Linked DNA regions of Pan troglodytes: region 2 is linked to region 1. The links are chromatin contacts, called in public capture Hi-C maps. All regions are on one chromosome and are shown on one strand. Each heading gives the region's core, a stretch centred on a gene start, on an enhancer-like site or on the middle of the called end of the contact. The rest is flanking DNA. Distances are from core to core; before and after follow the strand shown.

Evidence for each region. Capture Hi-C pulls out chosen DNA fragments and counts their contacts.
Region 2: a capture Hi-C map of stem cell-derived neural stem cells shows a contact between it and region 1, with 4 times the contacts expected there. The contact joins two enhancer-like sites. A contact is called at or near these places in 3 of 7 Hi-C or Micro-C datasets (induced pluripotent stem cells and stem cell-derived neural progenitor cells) and 1 of 1 other capture datasets (stem cell-derived neural stem cells).

Annotation. Positions count from the first base shown.
Region 1 is chr2:130,688,212-130,691,290 of NHGRI_mPanTro3-v2.0_pri, reverse strand. No RefSeq gene overlaps it. Among named protein-coding and RNA genes, the nearest start is that of TPRA1, 130 kb to the left of the region's middle. Within about 2 kb of position 1,535, at least 8 of the 24 cell types and tissues checked have an H3K27ac peak or open chromatin away from gene starts, as enhancers often do. A contact at or near this core is called in stem cell-derived neural stem cells, where this site is marked.
Region 2 is chr2:130,779,243-130,782,321 of NHGRI_mPanTro3-v2.0_pri, reverse strand. No RefSeq gene overlaps it. Among named protein-coding and RNA genes, the nearest start is that of TPRA1, 40 kb to the left of the region's middle. Within about 2 kb of position 1,446, at least 10 of the 24 cell types and tissues checked have an H3K27ac peak or open chromatin away from gene starts, as enhancers often do. A contact at or near this core is called in stem cell-derived neural stem cells, where this site is marked.

The sequences.
Region 1 (3,079 bases), core at 286-2,785:
TTCCCATCTACAAAAATACTATACAATGCGGAATATTATACACGTTTATAGGGTTGTTGTGAGGATTAAATGCTTTCAATAAATGTCAAGTTCTCAGAACAGAGACTGGAATATAGCCAATATCAATGCAAGCTTGTTCTGACAGGTGCAGAGGCTCAGAGTTCAGAGCACAGTGGCTGGACCCTGGGCTATTTGGCAGTGCAGGGAGTTGGCAGGGTGGGGTTTGGGGGAGCAGTGAGGACTGAGCCTGCAGAGGTGAGTGGGGCTGGGGGAAGGAACTTGGAGTCTGTGTTGAAGTGGATCTCACTCTCAGGGCAACTGGAACCCTCAGAGGGTTGGCTATGTGGAGACTGGGCTGGGTCTGTGTGTGTGTGTGTGTGTGCACGTGCATGTGTGTGTTGGGGGGTGTCTAGTGGCTGGCTGCCACCTGAGAGGAGCAGATGCTGGGATGGGGAGAAGGGGATAGTCGAGACCACTGCCCCATGTCTAGCTTTGGTAGGGGTGGGTGTTGGGGACACGGTTAGCTGCAGTCATCCATCTTTTAAGGGCGGTCTTTATTTCTCAGATCCTTTTTTTATTGGTTCCCCTTCCCGCACAATAGGCTTCCGTGAAGAAAACCCCTGTTAACAACCTAGCATGTATCCTGTATTTTCTTTTGTGTTAATAAAATCCTATAGAGGCCTATATACATATACATATATACACACAAACTCACAGATTTTTTTGCCCATTGTTTTATAAAAATGGGATCGTATGTTACATTCTTATCTCCAAATTGCTTTTCTCACCCAACAATACCTTATAGAAATCCCTTTAAGTCTATTGGTAGGGAGGTAATTAAATTTTTTATAAGTTGCATAATATTCCGCTGTGTGGCCGTCCCGCCGCCTGCCCTTCCCCACTCCCCCGTCATGTCCACCTCCCAGCTTACGCCTCGGCAGCTCGGCTTCCAGAGCCCGGAAACGGCGCGCTGCTTCGCACCTCCTCTCCGCGATGCAGCCCGTTCCCTCCGCTGCCTGACTCACACGGCTGCCTCCTACTCACTGGGGATCCGTCTGCAGCTCCTTCTCCAGGGCAGCGGCCGGCAGGGCTGGCGGGAGCAGGGGGCGCAGAGAGGTCAGGGGCAGTTGAAGTGGGGCCTCGTGAGCCAGGCCGTGACGTGACGGGGCTGGGTCTTGATCCTGGATTGGGGGCCTCCCGGAAGGCTCGAAACAGGGAGTGCTGTGTGTTAAGAAGCCCTGTAGCTGGCTGGAGACCTGGAACCTGTTCTGGTCGTCCTGTGAGGCAGGGGACCTGGGTCCCTCCGCTCCTCCCCAGGCTCCCCATCCACCCCCTCCCTCTTGGTCCCCGCTGTCTCCATTGGCTTCTCCTCCTCCGTGGTGAGCCAGGCTGTCCTGAGTGACCAGGGGCAGACGGCCCCCGCCCACCCGCTTCCTGCGGCTCCCCCGAGGCCCTCCGGCTTCAGTCTCCACAGCTGAATCCTGCAGGAAGCCATACAGTGGGAATCTCCGAGCAGCTTCTGGTTCGCCCTCGGGTCTGAGTCACTCTCTGTGCTCTGTCTCCCCACCTCCCCACTTCGTCTCTGGCAGGCACCGATGCCTTCTGCACATTGTTCCCCGGGGAAGGGAACCACCCCTGCCTCACCTGGCGGCTTCCACTCCCGGTGGGGCCGTGGTGCCAGGGGTGGACAGTGCCATGGACAGGGTGGCTGCTTTGGTTCCCAGACTCCCTGAAGCCGCTCGTAGGGCCCTTCTAGAAAGGCCTGTCGTCGGCCCGCCCCTCCCCTGAGGTCAGAGGGCATGGGTCATCAGCAGCCCCGGGGCTTGTCCACCAGATGCAGCAGGGTGGGGCGGAACAGGCCCTGTGTCTGTTCTAATTGCCCTGTTTCACTTCCGAGGCTACCTGGCTTTTACACCACAGGACGCTGAGTTTCTAATTACTATAGGGAAAGAGAAAAGGAGTTTTCTTTTTCAATAAGTGTATTTAAGTGGAGGAAGATCTGAAGGAAATGCCCACAGATGACTCTAGTGGGGCCGGGCGCCCAAAACCTGAAGGAGAGTCCGTGAAGAGGCTGGGAGGGTGCCCGCCGGCTGCTGGTGGGCCAAACACACTTTTCTTCCCGCACTGTTTTGAAAAGCTATTGAATTGTGGGATTCCCAAGCAAACGTGAATTTTCTGGCTTCTTTTGAAAGGTCTGGACACTGGGCAAGGCTGAGAGGGGGAGCAGCGTGCCTCCCCGGCCTCCCTGCTGGGTTCACGGGGGAGAGGTTTGCAGCCCGCGGGCATCCGAGTCCTGCCCAGGCGACTGGGAGGGCCAGGCCAGAAGGGCGTCTCCTGGGGTGGGAGGCCCATGCCGGGCCGCCCCCGGGACTCACGCTGCTCCCAGGCCCTAGAGAGGGCGCGCAGCCCGAGCGCCTGGGACAGGCAGTCGCGCAGTGAGCACCTGCAGAGGCTGGGGTTTGGGCCGTGGCGCTGGCGCCGGCTCGCGGAGCTTCCCTTCCGCCCTCGCGGTCCCCTCTCGGGCTCGGTCCCCTCTCGGGCTCGGTCCCCTCTGCACAGCAAGGGGCCGCTCGGCTGCGGCGCGGCGCTCTGGGGGCGGCAGGGGGCGCTGGCGGCCCGCGGGAACCCTCTGCAGCCCAGGACAAAGGCTGCGGGTGCGGCGCCGAGCCTGTGCTATGCTGGGACCCGGCGATGCAGCCCCGACTGCAGCCCGCTCCAGCCCATCCCGACCGACCGCCAGCGCCGTCGGTAGTCCTCTCCCCCAGCGCACACCTCCGCCTCTCCTCCGCATCCCTCCCCGGCCATCTGTTTTGCACTTCCCCTCTCCATCCCTGGGCCTCTCTGTCTTCTGTCTGCCTCTCTAACTCCAATAAGGGCTGACCCTGTCTCTGAGTGCCCCTTGGGTCCCTGGCATCTCTCTGTTTTTCCTGCTCCAACTGTTTTCTCCGGAGGTCAGTTTGCTCTTCCAGAGAGGAGGCCCTGAGGCCCCATTAGCAGTGATGGGACCAGCGGAAGAAAAGCACCCCGCCTCCTCCACCTTCGCCTGCCCTTTGGCCTCTGTTGCAGGCTGGGCGCCTCT
Region 2 (3,079 bases), core at 197-2,696, 91 kb before region 1:
GCAGAGCTGAACAGTTGCCACAGATACCCTCATGGTCTGCAAAGCTGAAAGTACTCACTACACAGCCCTTTACACAGCCTGCTGACCCTGTGCTAGACTTTTGTAATGAGTTTCAAACATTTTCCCCAGTTTCTCATTTGTCTTTCGACTTTTCCTTTTTCTTTAAGTGCATTTTTAGCTTAAAGATAGTTTCTGGTCGGGCACGCTGTCTCACTCCTGTAATCCTAGCACTTTGGGAGGCCGAGGTGGGTGGATCACGAGGTCAGGAGCTCGAGACCATCTTGGTCAACATGGTGAAATCCCATCTCTACTAAAATACAAAAAATTAGCCAGGTGTGGTTAGCTGGGCATGGTGGCACATGCCTGTAGTTCCAGCTACTTGGGAGGCTGAGGCAGGGGAATTGCTTGAACCTGGGAGGTGGAGGTTGCAGTGAGCTGAGATCGTGCCACTGCACTCCAGCCTGGGTACAGAGCGAGACTCCATCTCAAAAAAAAAAAAAAAAAAAGACAGTTTCTTGGACATCTTTTGATAGGGCTAAAGCTTGACTTCTGGAGGGTCTTGCTTCTCAAAAACCACCCTTTTTATATGCCAGCCTCTGAGGTTCACTGTCACTTGTGTGTCTTTTTTTTTTTTTTTTTTAGACAGGGTCTTGCTCTGCTGCCCCGGCTGGAGCGCAGTGGTGTGATCACGGCTCACTGCAGCCTCGACCTCCTGTGCTCAAGCGATCCTCCCGATCCTCCCGCCTCAGCCTCCTCAGTAGCTGGAACTACAGGTGTGCGCCACCAAGTCAGGCTAATTTAAAAACATTTTTTGTAGAGATGGGATTTCCCTGTGTTACCCAGGCTGGTCTCGAACTTCTGGGCTCAAGTGATCCGCCCTTCTTGGCTTCCCAAAGTGGTGGAAATACAGGCATGAGCCACCGTGACCGGCCTGTTGCTTGAACTTCATTCCAGTGCTAAAAGGAAATGCATGAAAAGACAGACTTAAACCAAAACTATGTAGACATTGATGGAGAATTTGGCACTTGGATACTTGGATTCTTACTGCTGAGATTTCAATGGTTTGAGACGTGAAGATTGAAGCTGGGGATATGATGATGCCCGTGTTACAGATGAGGACACTGAGGCTCAGACAGTCGTGCAGCCTGCTGGCCTGCGGGTACGGGGACAGCGCTGCGGGACGGCGCCTGGCGCTGGGTCGGCCACTCCCAGCTGGTGACCTTGGCCACTCCCAGCTGGTGATCTTGGCTGTGAAGCGAGATCCAGAGAGGGGAGGGGCCCCAAGGACCCAGCCGAGTGCGGGCAGGGCGGAGCTGAGCGTGGGTCCCAAGGGAGTCCCCGACGTTCTGCGGCCCCCCCAACGCCCGGCCTCTGGAGGCCGTAGGGGCTCCCTGGCCTCTCGCCCCCAGTGCAGCCCGGGCACAGTGCAGTCGCTCCGCGCCATGCTTGACGTGGGCACCAGGGGGCGGTGCGGCACCAGGCATGGCGGCGCGCGGGGCCGGGCTCCGGAAGGGGAGGGGGGCGGAGGGGAGGGGAGGGGAGGGTAGGGAAAGGGACGGGAGGACAGCAAGGGGAGGGGAGAGGAAGGAGAAAGAGGGGAGGAGAGGGGAGAGTAAAAGAAAGGGGAAGGCAGCGAGAGGAGGGGAGAGGAGGGGTTGGAGTAGGAGGGGAGGGGAAGGAGGAGGAGGGGAGGGGAAGGAGGAGGAGGGGAGGGGAAGGAGGAGGAGGGGAAGAGGAGGGGGCGCCTCCGGACTGCCGCAGGCCCCTCTCAGTTGCGCCTTTCGGAGGGGCTGGGCAGCGCCTGCCCTGCTTCCCAGCCCCGGGCTGTGCGTCTGCTCTGAGCTGCGCCAACACCGCCTGGCTTACTCCCCTACCCCTCCCCCGGACCCAGTCCTTGCCCCAGCTCCGTCCCTCCTCCCTTGACCCCTCCTCAGTACCCCAGCTTATGTCCCCTCTCCAGCACCCAGTCCGTGTCTCACCTCCAGACCCCAGCTCGCACCCCCAGCCTCAGACCGCACCCTCAGCCTCAGACCGCGCCCATTGACCACAGCCTGTGCCCCTCCCTCCCCAGTCGCACCACCTTCCCAACCCCAATCCTTCCCTCCTGAGTTCCCCTCCGAGCTTCATTTTCTTGCCTGGAGCTGTTTGGAGCCAGACTCTCAGGGTTTGAGCTGAGCCTGCCGCTGGCCTCGGTGTGGAATGGAAAGCCCACCACCGAGCTGGCTTCAAACCCTCCAGGGCTCCTGTCACCTTAAAATAGAATCCCCAGGAGGCCTTCCGCTCGCATGAATGCCCTGCCGCCCAGCTGACACCGCGGCTCCCCTCTCCCCTCCTCTCCTCTTGCAGCGGCACAACAGCCTTCCTGCTATCCACAAGGCCTCAGGGTTGTGCCTGCCTCCTGCCCCAGCACGTGTGGCTCCCTTGCCTGGAAAGCCCTTCCCTGACAATGCCCCTCAACCTCTCCTGATGGCCCAAAATTCTCTCTCCCCCCGATGGACCAAGTAGTCCCAATTCCTCCCTGGATGTTTCTGTTCCACTCCCCTATTTATTCCTTTCCTTTTCCCCCTAGAACTTCAGGGCAGCACCCTCCCAGTCTCTGTCTCCACGGGACCTCTCTCCAGCACTGACAGGGCTGCCTGGCACATGGCAGGGACTCAGTGACATGGGAGTGGAGGGTGACCTCAGTCTGGGACTATACCACTCAGGCAAGTGGACTCTGGATGAGGAGGCCTGGAGCCTGGCCTTCTCTGGGATGCTGGCCTGTTGGTCGTGACCTTGGCCTAAGCCCTTGGGGAGGGGACACGGGTCAGCTCACAACTCCCTGCTCTTGCTCACATTTGCTGAGCACTTGCTCTGTGCTAAGGGCTTTTCTTGAATCATCTCCTGGAATCTCGTAATAATCCCAATAATGCATCTCCTTTTTTGGATGAAGAAGCCAAGCTTCAGAGAGATTAAGCTACCTGCCTAAGGTTACATAGCTAAAAGTGGAGGCTGAGTTTGAACCCAGAGAGACAAGCTGCTCCTCTCCTGAGACAATGGGTACATGAGCCGAGAAGCCCCCATGAACTTCACAGTGATT